2 separate regions of the Mus musculus genome follow, and region 2 is linked to region 1. A link is a contact called in public capture Hi-C data. All regions are on one chromosome and are shown on one strand. Each heading gives the region's core, a stretch centred on a gene start, on an enhancer-like site or on the middle of the called end of the contact. The rest is flanking DNA. Distances are from core to core; before and after follow the strand shown. Region 1 holds the start of Ms4a18 (membrane-spanning 4-domains, subfamily A, member 18). Region 2 holds the start of Ms4a4d (membrane-spanning 4-domains, subfamily A, member 4D).

Region 1 (7,622 bases), core at 3,380-5,879:
ATGTTCCACTGGGGAAGGCTTGAGGTCTGTGTTGGCCCGGGGACAGTGTTCAGGGGATTCTGAGGGTCTCCAGGCGGGATCTGGACACTTGTTACTTCTGGTGAGTACTGGATTACTCCTGGTGGAGCCTGCACGCCAGCCATTCCTGCTGAATACTGTAGTCCAGTGGGCCCAGCCTGCAGGCCTGTTGTTCCAGCGGGATTCTGGATCATGACCTGTGGGTTCTGGAAGTTTGCACTCCCTGGGTTATACTGGAGCATTGTTGCTGAGGCTGGGTAGGTGGTGGTTTTTCCCAAAGGCTGCTCATGGCTTCCAGAGACCACAGCATATGTAGGCTGCATAACTTGGACATTACTGGGGACGGTGACAGCAGACACATTCTCTTGATTGCTCATGATGCACAGCTGCTACAAAACACACAAGATACAATTTCCACCGAAAACCCAACAGTCCCTCTTAATCCTTATTTCTGTTATTGTCTTCACTAAAATGCAAGCCTATTATGTAAGCTAAGAGTCTTTGTTTCCAGGAATGGATACAGAAAATATGGTAGATTTATACAATGGAGTACTACTCAGCTATTAAAAACAATAAATTTATGAAATTCTTAGGCAAGTGGATGGATCTGGAGGATATCATCCTGAGTGAGGTAACCCAATCACAAAAGAACTCACATGATATGTACTCACTGATAAGTGGATATTAGCCCAGAAACTTAGAATAGCCAAGATACAATTTGCAAAACACATGAAACTCAAGAAGAAGGAAGACCAAAGTGTGGATATTTCATTCCTCCTTAGAATGGGGAACAAAATACCCATGGAGGGAGTTTCAGAGACAAAGTTTAGAGCTGAAATGGAAGGAAGAACCATCCAGAGACTGCCCCACTTGGGGATCCATCCCATTAACAGCCACCAAATCCAGACTCTATTGTATATGCCAGCAAGATTTTGCTGAAAGGACCCTGATATAGCTGTCTCTTGTGAGGCTATGCCAGTGCCTGGCAAATACAGAAGTGGATGCTCACAGTCATCTATTGGATGGAACACAGGTCCCCCAATGGAGGAGCTAGAGAAAGTACCCAAGGAGCAGAAGGGGTCTACAACCCTATAGGAGGGGCAACAATTTGAACTAACCAGTACCCCGAAAGTTCGTGTCTCTAGCTGCATATGTAGCAGAAGATGGCCTAGTCAGAGGAGAGGCCCTTGGTCTTTTGAAGATTATATGCCCCAGTACAGGGGAATGTCAGGGCCAGGAAACAGGAGTGGGTGGGTTGGGGAGCAGGGCGGTGGGAGGGAATAGGGACTTTTGGGATAACATTTGAAATTTAAATGAAGAAAATATCTAATTAAAAAAAAAAGAGGGGCTGGTGAGATGGCTCAGTGGGTAAGAGCACCCGACTGCTCTTCCGAAGGTCAGGAGTTCAAATCCCAGCAACCACATGGTGGCTCACAACCATCTGTAAGGAGATCTGACGCCCTCTTCTGGAGTGTCTGAAGACAGCTACAGTGTACTTACATATAATAAATAAATAAATCTAAAAAAAAAAAAAAGAGTCTTTGTTTCCTTGGGGTCCATATTCAAATGAGCTGGGACTTCTTGAAAGACCAGGTATCTGAAAATTTATTTAATTTAATTTTTTATGTGTATGGGTGTCTTGCCTTCATTTATGTCTATGAACCATGTATGTGCCTAGTGTCTGAAGAATCTAGGGCATCAGATTTCATGGAACAGGGGTTACAGGTGGTTGTGAGCTGCCATCTGGGTGCTGGGAATTGAACCATGCAAACACAGTGCTGGCTTCGGTTCATCTATATTTCAGCTGCTATTTCTAGGGTACCGAGGAGTCTGAGAATGGCCTCTCATTTCCATCTTAGGTGTCTGAGATTTCTGGAAGAGAATAATGTGACTGTGGTCCCTACTTAGGTAGATCTGGAGGATGTCTTATTTTCCCTATGTTGATGAGGAAGGATGCCTGGGAGGAGGCAGCCAGTCTCCTTAGCACATTAAGGACATATGTAGAAATATTTTCCACTCAGATGAGGAAAAAAAAATCACCTGTTACTATCCTCTTGTGTTTAACGCTTTGGCACGTAAATTGTAGATTCTTGCTGGCAGGTCGTCAAATGCTTTGACCCAAAATAAGGTGAACTGGATTCTAGCATGATGCAAGCAAAAAGCTTTCTGGACTCTCTAGATGACAAATACCAAGTAAACTCATGATAGTGCTTTATGGTGCCAGCAGGTGCCAGAGTGAGGAAAATACCCCAAAGGGCTGATATCAATGTGACTCTGCTGGCTGCTGGACTGTCACCTTTCACTACTGATCACCCAGATAAGGAAGCCACAGGCAAGGCAGCATCAGGGTCCAGAGGTCAGACAGCTCCAGGTCTGTTTCACAGTTTCTGCTTTTATGACCTGCAGGTGTAAGGGCACTAGCTCTGTGAAATGTAGATATAGACTTGTCCTTCCAACAAGCCCTCAAGTCCTTCCTTGGGGCTCTCACCTCCAGCACAGGAAAGCACTCTTAGCTCAGTGTTTGTTGAAGAGTAGCAGCCATCTGCAACAGAAAGACTACTCTCTGAACCCTACCATTCCCTCAGACTCCGAACTGTTTTATTTCTAATATTAAGTCAAGTGGATCTTAAAACGTTGTCTCTAGGTCAGCAATGCAGGTATCACTTGGTAAAAATTCAGAACATATCCAGATTTTCCTTGTAAGACCAAGCTAGTTTCTGAGGCCTTTTGCAATTTTTCTTGTCTGTAAGAAAAACACCTGGCAGGACTGTGGATGTAGCTTGGTGGGTAGAATGCTTGCCTTGTGTGCATGAAATCCTGGGTTCTATCCCCAGCATCATATAAACTGGGTGTGGTAGCATGTGCTTAGAGTCCCATGCTTAGGGAGGTGAAATCAGATTCAGAAGTTCAAGGTTGTTCTCTGCTATTGAGGCCAACCTGGGATATGTGAGGCCCTGTCTTGAAGCTAAACCGAGAAAACAACAGCAACAAAACACTTGTCAATTTGGGGCTGCACAGGCTCATGATACAAGCTCCTTAGGAGTCTGAGGTAGGAGATTGCAACTTCAAGACTTATTTATATTACAGAGCAATTTCAAGATGACTTGGACCACTTAATAAAATGTTGTCTCAAAATTAAAATGACATAAAACTAAAAAGGCCCGGAAATGCTGTGTGGTGCCAGAGCTCAGTGCACGAGAGGGCCTGGATTCAATCCTCAGCACCCATTAAAAAATGAACAAGAGACTTGCCTGTCATTGGTCTGACACCTGACAGCCAAGGAATTCCCCCTGATGTCTCCCTCATTTCCATATCCCCTGTGATTCCACTAAGCCTCATGGGGACCATGGTTCTGAAGGGGGAATGACTTGCCACACAGCTCTCAGGAGTGGGCTTGGAACCCAGGCTTATCTCCTTGTTACCACCGTGTTTTAACTTCTGTAGAAGAATTCTGTGCCTGTCAGGTGACACAAACCATGAATGTTCAGCTGTAAGAACATCCTGTGTCAAGCATCCCTGGCCTTCTCTCAAGAACTCCAAGTTCTCCAGGGAGGTGATGGATAGTAACAACTGTAGCAACTGCAGATTATGTCTCACAGCCCTACTGATATGATAAGCAACACCTCCGGCCATGTACTATTACTATCGAGGGTCTGAGAGGTTAGCTAACCTGAGCACAGTCATAAAGAAATGCTGAAGCTAAGGTTTGCTTTTTGAGACAGAGTCTCACGTAGTCCAGGCTATCTTTGAACTTATTACATAGCTAAGGATTCTCCTACCTCCACCTCCCATGATTACTACCGTGCCTAGTTTATGTGGAGCTGAGGGTGTGTGTGCCAAACCTAGGGCTCTGTGCTTTCTAGGTAGATATTCTACTGTAACCAGGAACTGAGATCCTGATGGTTTGGATGGAAGATCTGTCTGCCTTTCATACTACGCTGAATGCTATTCTCTTTTCCATGCCATAGGAAAATGGGTTAGCTTTGTCTTTCCTCTTTTTTTTTTTCATAAAAGGTTCCTTGTTATTCAAGAGCAATATCGTTGTACACATGGTGATTGATACAGCAGCTGAGCCCTGGGCTGGGCTCCAGAGGACCTGATAGGAACAAAGGAGGTTGTTCTTTCCCACCAATTCTTGGCTGAGTTCCTAAACAAACCTGACCACCATGCATTTAACCAGATGGTTTCAGGGAGTGGTCATCCAAAAAGCCAGTGGTCATTCCTCTGCCTCCACCATGGGCATCCAGCTTTCTGTCCTGGGTGTCCAGCCTTCTGTCCTGGGACTACTCTGCTCAGGCAGATGGAGAACTAGCTCCAGGAACCTGCTCTGATTCTTCAGCAGCCTCCCAGATGGCTGAGCAATAGTCTCAGAGGTTGGGTTGTTGTGAGCTCCCACCATACATCAGTGTACAGTCTATAGGGGTCTCCTGATTCCTGCAGCTCCCAAAAGACCTTTCCAGAGCTTGTCCAGGTCTTGGAGCCCTCTTGATAGGGTCCAAGCTCTGTCAAGACTCTATGAAGGAATTCCCAGAAATCTTACCTTGAGTCCTGGCAAGTCTGTCTCCTTCTTTAGGCCCTGGCAGTTCCTGCAGCTGCTTTAGAAATTTCTCACAAGGGAAGAAATAATAGGTTTCTCTTTCAAGCTCCAAAGTCCTCCTTGAAGTTTCACCGAGAGCCAATGAATATAATGTCAGGCTCCCACCTTGAATTTATCTGCACCTCGGAGTATTTATGACCGTGTCTAGAATAGGATTCTGTGTGAGCATTCCAAAGTCTGCCTCTGAGAAAGTGTAACATGCAGAATGTCAGAGTGTACTGGCTGTTTTTTTGTGTCAACTTGACACAGGCTGGAGTTATCACAGAGAAAGGATCTTCAGTTGGGGAAGTGCCTCCATGAGATCCAGTTGTGGGGCATCTTCTCAATTAGTGATCAACTGGGGAGGTCCCTTGTGGGTGGTGCCATTCCTGGACAAAACATCATGACAAGGAAGCAAGTTGGGGAGGAAAGGGTTTACTCAGCTTACACCTCCAAACCCCTGTTCATCACTAGAGAAAGTCAGGACTGGAACTCAAGCAGGTCAGGAAACAGGAGCTGATGCAGAGGCCATGGAAGGATGTTTCTTACAGGCTTGCTTCCCCTGGCTTGCTCAGCCTGCTTTCTTATAGAACTGTGATTTTAGTTTGAGTATATAGGGTGAAGCTGGGTCACAAGAATGACCTCGTTGTCCTCATTGCCACCCTCATGTTTTGCCTGTGATCAGTATAATAGGAGTAACAGGGTACAGGAGCCACACAGCCTGGACTGTAGCAGAAGAAGACACGAATAAGAATCCAGTTCTATCATTACCAGTTAGGTTTTGTCAATAGGACACAAAATCTAGGGTCACTTGGGAAAGAAGGAGTCTCAGTTGAGGAACTGCTTCCATCAGATTAGTGTGTGGGCGTGTCTGGGGCAGGCATTCCTTATTGCTATTTGATGTAAGAGGACCCAGCCCTCTGTGGGGATTGCTGTTCCTAGGCAGGTGGGCCTGGGCTGTATAAGAAACAGCCCAGCACACCAGAGGAAACTAGTTAGCAGTGCTCCTTTGTGCTCTCATTTTAGTTCCCATACCCTGGTTCCTGCTCTAAGTTCCCTTTGGCTTCCCTTGGTGATGGATTACAACCTTCAAGCTATACAAACCATTCTCCAAGCTGCTTTTGATCAAAATTTTATCTCAGTAAGAAAAAAAAAAGCAAACTAGAACATACTACGAACTGGCAGGTGTACCATGACAAATTACTGGTACCTTGATGAGTCCTGATATTTTTTAAAATTTTCTTGTCTTGAATGAGTTGATAATTCTCTTCTGTATTGTTCAATATGAGATGAATTGGCTATCCTCTCAAGTGTCAGGGAAGGCTTTCCCTCCATGCTATGGACTCCCTTTGTAAACTTTGTAGACTTTATAAACCCTCAAGGTTGGAAAGTGGCCAGGCCCCTGCCTGAGGAGCTCCATCAGCCAGACCCCTCCCCCAAATCACCCTAATTGTCATGACTGTGTATCCAGCCTCTGTAACTGTCACAAAGGTCATCTCCAGCCCCTCAACAGAACCCTCCCTAGATTATGCTAATTTTAGGTGAAGAGTCTGTACAAAAGCCACCAATTCCTGAATAAGAAAGCCCGTTAATCTCTGAACTTCCCACAGAAACCCACCAATCCTTGAGCATGAAAACTCAACACTCCTCAAACAGCGAAACCCACCAATCCCTTAGCTCCCCCAAGTGCAGGACTTGAACTCCCACCAATCTCCAATCTGATAATTTCTGCTCTGAAAAGCTCCACCTCCTTAAAAATCCTGTGTAAGTCCTGCCCTTTGTCCAGTTCCTGGCTCTCCACTCTCCTAGGAGCAGACATGTTCTTCCGCATCCTGGACCCCATCCAATAAATCTCTTTCATGAGATCTGCTGCCTGGTGTCACTCTTTTATCAGAAGAAGCCAAGAAACAATGAAGAGGAGAAGAAGAGAAGAGAAGAGAAGAGAAGAGAAGAGAAGAGAAGAGAAGAGAAGAGAAGAGAAGAGAAGAGAAGAGAAGGAGCGAGGCTCAGGCTGAGGCTCCTGAGCTCCTCAGCTCAGCTGGGGATCCCTCCTCTGGGAGCTGCAATGCCTCTGCTGAGGAGGCGTCCTCTCAGAACTATGTGGTTCCTGGGCTCCCATGTCTGAGGATGCCTTTTGGTTGGGATACCTGCTCTCCTCAAAGCTGTGTGGTTCCTGAGCTTTCGAGTCCCAGGACACCTTCCCATCTGAGCAGGAAGGCCAACAACATAGGCAAAAGTGAATTGAGCAGAAATACCATGGTAGACTGTTACTCACTTGGTTTTCTAGAACACTGAGTTCATTGATCAGGCACTTACTGGAGACTGGTATGGTTCAGATATGATTTCCCCCCAAAAGTTGGTATGCTGGAAGCTTGTCATTTACTGTTATGGTATTGAGACCTTTGAGAGGTATGGCCTGTAGGAAGTGACTGGGTTGTGGTCCTCTTAGTGAAAAGACTCTTTTGGTGTGAGATACTTCCCTCTTTTCCCCTCTTCTCCCCTCCCCTCCCCTCCCCTCCCCTCCCCTCCCCTCCCCTCCCCTCCCCTCCCCTCCCCTCCCCTCCCCTCCCCTCCCCTCCCCTCCCCTCCCCTTCTTTCTCCTTCCCTTTCCTCCTCCTCCTCTCTCCTTCCCTCCCCTATTTCTTCCTTCCTTCCTTCCTTCCTTCCTTCCTTCCTTCCTTCCTTCCTTCCTTCCTTCCTTCCTCCCTCCCTCCCCCTCTTTCTTTCTTTCTTTCTTTCTTTCTTTCTTTCTTTCTTTCTTTCTTTCTTCTCTCTCTCTCTCTCTCTCTCTCTCTCTCTCTCTCTCTCTCTCTCTCTCTCTCTCTCTTCCTTTTTGATCTTAGTCAGACAGTGATAGCTTATTGAACATATGCCCCAAGATTGGTTGACCAGGGCCATGGCTCAGATTCAGGAAATGAACCATGACCCGAGTTAAGATTCTATAAGGGTTTTAAACCCAAAATGCAGAAAATCTGTGCCAAGTTATTTTATCAATCAGGATTTAGGGATGGGGGTTGCCTTAGGAACA
Region 2 (7,622 bases), core at 2,578-5,077, 520 kb after region 1:
GACTGACATCTGGTATCAATACAGCAGAAGTGACCATGTTTTAGAGAAAACAAGAAACACAGAGGAATGGGCTCTGCTTACTGCTATTTCTGCAGACACTGATTGTTTAAAACTTTATCATAGGGGTAGAGGGCACAGTGGGAGTCCAGTCAGGCTGGGAATGTAGCTGTCACAAAGACTAGAGAGGCAATTCCTCAGCCAGAATAGGCCTATCATAATCTGAGAGTTCAGTGTTCTAAGTTTCATGAGGACACTCCCACATATTTCTGCACCAATTTACAGATGCCATTCTATTCTAACGAGTGCCTTCATTTTGATTGCAGACATCCTTCAGATTGAGAAACACTCGATCACATAATAAGGGTTTTTTTTTTTAATTAGGTATTTTCCTCATTTACATTTCTAATGCTATCCCAAAAGTCCCCCATACCCTCCCCCCCACACACACTCTCCTACCCACCCACTCCCACTTTTTGGCCCTGGCGTTCCCCTGTACTGGGGCATATATACTGGGTATTTGGGGACATGTGATCATGTCCCTACAGAAACAGCTAAAGTCATGCTGAATAAGCTTGTGTCAGTTGTAGAGAGTGGTGGGTCTTTTTTGCAAAACCTGTTCTGAGGAAGTTATGTTTGATCAGCTGAGACTTTACATGACTAAGCTATGTGCAAGCAACAGACTCTTAAAATGGGGAAGCTATATCTGATCAACAGAGACTTAGAAAATAAGGAAGCTCTGCCTGATCAATAGAGACTTAAAAATGGTTCTTGAAAAGTTGGTATCAGGAATTGATAGGTGCATATCAGGAAAGGTTACTTGGTACAATAAACATGTCTCTGTCTACAATTTAAAAAGTTTAATGACAGAGGGGTGCTACGTGTTGACTCGATTTATACCCACAAATGATTAATTCTGTCTTTTATCACATTTTCTACCTAAAGTGGAAATTTCCTTGAAGAGTCAGTTGTCATGTGATACTTTTCTGGAAACTGTGTTATGAAAGGATGTTTTTGCTCAAACAGAAAAAATGGGAGGTTGCTTTGCTGAGAACATACACATGGTGTTTTTCTGAAAGCTCCTGGAAAAGGGGTAGGTGATGTTTTGTTAGAGCATACACGTGAGAGAACAGATGATGTTTGGAAAACATATAAATAGAATCTGACAGATAGTGAACAGCAGTTTGTACTCTTGGTACCCCTGCCACTCTGTTCTGGTCGTCATTTGTTGACTTCATAGAGAGTAAGGCCACTAAAGAACTTCTGGTGGTGTTCTGGCAGCTTCTTGCTGCTTCTTGGGCCAATTGGCTGAGACTCACAGCTTCTTCCTGATTGCACTGCTGTTGTTGATCACTGAATGGTCTTTTTGAGTGGATGGAGCTACCCCTGCTGATTTATGTAAACTGAACTGTTATATCCTGACAACACAGATAGGATTTGCTCAAAAGAACTATTTCTAAACAGATCCACATCCTCCTTTGCCCTATTCACCTTTCCTTTCTGCTATGTCTGGTGGGTGGTGGACTAGAATGGAAGTTAAAGCATTTAAGTACACTTATTATTAAAGTAAGGTTTTGAAAAAATATAACTCAACTGCTACCAACTGGGTATAGGCTCATGTCTACAGGACGTGCCTGGCTATACATTTATTTTTGGCTTGCTGAAGTAGTGCTGTGTAGGGAAAAATAAGATTAGGGGGTAACAGACCCATCGGGAGTGGGGAAGAAGAAACGGCAACTATTAGGGGATTTTGTAATGATGGAAGTTTTTAAATTCTGATGTTATGATTTCTTTTAGTAAAATATCCAGTGATATTACAACTTAGGGGAGCAGGATCATGATTGTATGAATAAAGATTCCTGAGCTATTTGGGGCCACTTGCTTGAAAGTCAACAGGAGGTCAGTGTTTTCCCTTTGGCCAATGCCCCTTCCCAGTCTCCATACCAGAATCTTCCAGCTGGAGCTGATCTCCAGCAAGAAAGAATTAGAGACTGGGAAGAGGCTGGGAGGTAGAGGAGTGAGGGTAGAAAAGTGAACTGATATCATCTTATCCAGGTTTCTGCTGCTGTGATAAATATCATGACCGAAATCAACTTGGAGAGGAAAGGATTTATTTTAGCTTACACCCGGAGTCCATCATGAAGTTAAGACAAGGAAGGCAATCGAAGCATAAACTGAAGCACAGACTATGGAGGAATGCTGCTTAGAGGCTTGTTCCCTATGGCTTGCTCAATCTGCTTTCTTATCCACCATCTAGGAATACTTGCCAGGAGTGGCACGTCCACCATGAGCTAGGCCCTCCTACATCAGTTGTCAATGAAGAAAGTGCTTCACAGACTGGCCCAAACCAATCTAATAGAGGCATTTCTCAGTTGAGATTTCTCTTCCCAGATAACTCTAGTTAGTGGTGAGTTAACATAACAACAACAACAACAACCATAGAAACAAAAAGGGACCAAATAGACAAAGATAGAAACAAACAGGACAGATATAGACAATGTACAGTGTATGGGTGTATCAAACTGAATCCCATTAACCTGTATAACATTTGATAATTTTTAGAATGACAACTAAAAATATAAAGAAAGACTGGATCAAAGCAGAAAAGTGCTCTAGACAGGATTCTTCCTTGTTTCTAAGTTTCTCTAAGTTTGATGCCTACATCTCAGCTCTACTAATTCACAGGGTCAGCCCAGTTCACAGTATCCCATGCCATTTAAGCTGCACAGCCCGTGTTTATGTTACTACGTGATTATACAGAAAACTTACAATCTTGTCATTTATGTCAGTTAAAAAAAAAAAAAACTTAATCAGGAAGCTTTTAACAGATATTTCACTGTCTTTTCTTCCCAAACATAATACCCTTTGATTCCTAAGTATTCACATTTGTCAGCTATAAATTTTGACTCAAACATAGAAAATTCTAGGTGTCATGAAGATATATGGGGCTAGAGGAGGTGCAGGTCTATGGGCAGCTGTCATCATGTGCTCATGTATGTGCTGTGTCTCTGCACAGGTACTGGTGGACATATCTCCACTGAACAGAACCTCTCTACACATGCTCTATATCCTGACTACGAGGAGGTGGCACCTCACCTCTTTAACTTGACCTAACATTGTAGTGTGCCAAACCTGCTCTTTGCCCACTTTACCATCTAGAGGGTCTGTGTCTGGGTGTAGTGTCTTATGTTTTTTTCACAATAATAAATGCAATGAATTTGTTGGTGTCAACTTTCTGCATTCCCTTTCTGTATCCTCAAATATGATTACCCCTTAACTCAGAAAATGAAATATTTAAATTATCCTAATAAAATTAGCTAGAGAGCAGATAAAGAAGATGAAATCAACAAGTTGTTGAACATGTTTTCTTTTCTCCATTGTATGGTTTTGGCTTCCTTATCAAAAATCAAGTCCCCACAGATGTGTGAATTTATATCTGGGTCTTTGGTTGATTCCATTGATCTATGTGTCTGTCTTTATACCAATACAGTTTTTATTCACTATAGCTCTGTAGTACAGCTTGAGGTCAGGGATGGTTATTTCTCCTGAAGTTTTGTAGTTCAGGAGTCCTTTGACAAAATCTAACACCCCTACATGTTTAATTATTGGGGAAGTCAGTGATACAAGCCACATACCTAAATATAATCAAAGCAATACACAGCAAGCCAATAGACAATATCAAACTAAATGAAGAGAAACTTAAAGCAATTCCACTAAAATCAGGGACAAGTCTGCAATCAAGCCAAGGACATTCCCTGTGGGATCAGCCTGAGCTCCCCTCTCTTCCCGAGACCCCGCCCAGATTCCTTTCTCAGCTCTTTCGCAACTTCCAGCTGCGCCTGGACTTCCAAGGGAACCCCACAGCCCGGGCTTCATCTCAGGCCTGGGGACCTCCGAGCCTGTTCTGGCTGTCCCCCGCACCTCTGACTGTGCTTTCCCACTTTCTGAGCATCTTCTCAGGGCTTCCCTAAGGCCCAACAGGAGCCTGGACAGTGTGGGGTAAGCTCAGACAACTCCAGCATCTGCCATCCAGCATCACACATCCAACATCCTACATCCTGCCTCCCTGAGTGGCCCTGCCCTGTGACAGCGGGACCCAAGGACTCTACAACTGGCACTACCATCGTGGTGAAAACCCAGCTCAAGCATACCCACAAATAGAGTCCCACATCGAAACTCCACCACATTACTCAAGGAGTAAGTAAACTCTGACCTAGTTCAAAAGATATCTCTCTCTCTCTCTCTCTCTCTCTCTCTCTCTCTCTCTCTCTCTCTCTCTCTCTCTCCCTCCCCCTCTCCCTCTCCCTCCCCCTCTCTCTCTCTCTCTTTCTCTCTCCCTCTCCTCCCCCCTCTCCCTCCCCCTCTCCCTCTCCCTCTCCCTCTCCCCCTCTCTCTCTCTCTCTCTCTCTCTCTCTCTCTCTGACTTTTCCTGGCCAGCTTCCCCCACCCCGGCCCCTTTGACTCTTAGCTACACTCTCCAAATCTCATTTTGACCTAACTAGCTGGCTGCCAGCCTCCACTCTCTGCCCCTCCCCCAACACCACAGCAAGGGCTACTATCCACTCTCTGCCCCTCCCCCAACACCACAGCAAGGGCTACTACACAGTAACAGAGCTGCTTCAAAGAGCAGGGCCAGCCCTGAGATCTCTGCTTCTCCTGCTTGCCAGCCCAAGCCCAACCTCACACCCCCTGCATGTCAAAAAGCTAGATTCTCACTCAAATGTATAACTGGCAATGTTCTCGCCCATTCTAAGGGCTTCCTAGTCACCTGGCCCAGTTGACTGTTTCCTTAGCTATGCTTTCTAGTTTTGTGAAGCTCTGTTTGTCAATTGTTGGTCTTTAATCTTGGATATCCATATGGACGCCTATTCAGAAGGTCCTTTCCTACACCTATATCATCTAGGTTACTATTTTTTTTTTTCTAGCAGTTTCAGTGTTTTAGGTTCCAAGGTTAGGTCTCTGATCCATTTGCAATTAGTTTCTGTGCAAAGTGATAGGGCTCTATTTTCATTCTTCTGCATGTAGACTTTCAGTTTTCCAGCACCATTTATTGATGATACCTTCTTTTCTCCAGTTTATGTTTTGTCATCTTTGTCAGGTATTAATTGGCTGAGGTTGTGTGTGTTCATATTTGAGCCTTTGTTTTTATCCCACTGGTCTACACATCTGTTTTTGTTCCAGTATCATTCAGTCTTTCTTGCCGTGGCTCTGTAATATATCTTAACATCTGGAGTAGTAATCTTTCCTGCATTGTTCTTTTTGTTCAGGATTGTTTTGTCTATCTGGGGTCTTTTGTAGTTCCATATAGATTTTAGGAGGGTTTTCTATTTCTGTGAAGAGTGATATGGGGATTTCGATTGGGATTCCTTCGAATCTGTAAATAGATTTTGGTTAAATGATCATTTTCACAACGTTAATTCTACCAGTCCATGAGGTCATGTAGCAAGGTCAGCTAGCAGATTACCCTCTGTTAAGGGCCCAGACAAATTAGTATGTGCCCATAGATGACTTATAAATCACGGGAAAGTTCTGCTTTGTAATAAAAGTTGTAACTTAAATAAAAGTGACGGTATGGTAGATTTATTTAAGGCCAGAATAGAGGTTTTAATGGCTGGGAACAGTTTAACCATATTGTGAATCAGCGTAGAGATTAAAAAGACAGTCTTGTAACTTAGTAAAGGCAAAAATCACAGCAATTAATTCTGTCCTGTGAGCAGAAGTTTCAGAAGTTTCTTGATAAAAAGTTTCACCATTCATAGTCACAGCCTTGCCTTTTGCTGATCCATCAGTAAAAACTAAAGCTGCACTGGGAAAGGGCTCAATGGAATACTGGAAGGGAAAGATAATCTGTTGAGTCTTCAGAAAATGGTTAACAAAGGAAGACTGGGCAAATGGGGTAAAAGGAGCTCAGTCCTACTCTAATTGGTGTGTCTCTGTGGATGTGGGCTTTAAGACCCTCATCTTAACTGCCAGGAAGCCAGTATTCTGCTAGCAGCCTTCAGATGAAGATGTAGAACTCTCAGCTCCTCCTACACTATGCCTGCCTGGACACTGCCACATTCCCACCTTAATGATAATGGACTGAACTTCTGAATGTAAGCCAGCCCCAATTAAATGTTGGAGATATATATATATATATATATATATATATATATATATATATATATATATATATATCAGTCAGTTGGCTCAGTCAGTTGTTTATTATTATAAGGCACTATAATGTTAAAAAAATCTCTTCTCATTATTTCCATACTGTGCTTCTGTGCTTGCATCCTTTAAAAATCACAAGTGCCACCAAAGTAACATAGGAAGTAATACATTTCCTAGGAGTGACAGCCAGATGGATCCACTCCAAGGAACCATCTTGCCGTAGCACACATGAAGGTGTATGAACAGTAGGTAGTACTATAAGGTCCCATGATTCATTAAGCTTTACCCTCTGTAATTGTTTGCTAATAGCCTGCTCCACAATTATAAAAGCGTTTCTTGCTTCCTCAATTAAGGAGCATGGAGACTGAGAGTTGGAGTCACCTGTAAGGATGTCAAACAAAGGGTTAAGCTCCTCAGTAGTTAATTTAATAAAAGGATGAATACAATAACTTCTCCTAAGAGTCTTTGAAAATCATTTACTGTAGTTAATTTGCTTAAATCTAGCTGTAAAAGCTGATGGGCCACAGTATCTGAGTAAATGACTGTCCCCAAATAAGAGAGAGAGGTGGCTCCACCTGTGTCTTTTCCAGAGCAACCTTTAGACCAAAGTTGGCAAGTTGATCAACAGTAACTTATAAAACATCTTGCAGAAAGGCTCGATCTGAGTGAGCCAAAAAAAAATCATCTATATAATGAACCAAATGCATATCGAGATAACTGAGTCTCACTTTTGTAAGAGTCAGATCAACAAATTTTTGGCACAGTGTAGGACTATTTATTGTTTACTGATGAAGAACTTTCTGATGAAAGCATCTATAAAGCTGTTTTAAATTCACAAAGAGAAGACTAAAAGCAAATCTCTTTCTTTCTGCGGGGGCAAGAGGAATAGCCTATCCTTAATGATTATAGAGAATGCCATGGAGTGTGAGATATTGAAAGCCAAACACCATCTTCTCAAAACCTTACAGTTATAAACAGAAGCATGGTGAGGTTTTTTTTTTTTAAGCCATTGTAACTCCTAAAAATTGTAAAACAAATATAGTACCTTATCTTTGAAAGCTTCTCTAGATCTAACAGAAGCACAAATAATATGAGAATAATTATAAATCACAGAGGCACAGGCTCCGGGGATTAACTCCCATGGGGTGAACATGTAAGACTGTGTGACACACTGAGCATTTCCACAGGATCTCATAAGCAGTGCTGAGGGGAAGCTGAAACTGAAACAGACCCTTGGAGGGAAGGTGAAACTGAAAGTTTAGGGCACTTGGTAGATGAAGCAAGTTTCAACTAGCTCCAACAACTTCACACATTACATACATGCATACATACATATATTTTTGATTGAGTCTAGATGGTGAACCTGGTTCTCTGGATCTTCAGCTACTCTGGGAACCTGTACTCTGGAAGCCAGCACTGCAGTGGTTGCTTGTGTGTGTTGCTGATCTCAAACCAAGAAGGATCCCTTATCT

What was found. Capture Hi-C pulls out chosen DNA fragments and counts their contacts.
Region 2: a capture Hi-C map of macrophages shows a contact between it and region 1, with 2.5 times the contacts expected there. The contact joins the promoter of Ms4a4d here to the promoter of Ms4a18 in region 1. A contact is called at or near these places in 1 of 39 promoter capture datasets (embryonic stem cells) and 3 of 9 other capture datasets (adipose tissue, embryonic stem cells and macrophages).

What each region holds. Positions count from the first base shown.
Region 1 is chr19:11,013,334-11,020,955 of GRCm38.p6, forward strand. Ms4a18 (membrane-spanning 4-domains, subfamily A, member 18) reads right to left here and starts at 4,630. Exons shown (of 7, transcript NM_001251849.1): 1 at 4,559-4,630; 2 at 1-407. The coding sequence starts at 395.
Region 2 is chr19:11,532,967-11,540,588 of GRCm38.p6, forward strand. Ms4a4d (membrane-spanning 4-domains, subfamily A, member 4D) reads left to right here and starts at 3,828. Exons shown (of 7, transcript NM_025658.5): 1 at 3,828-4,194.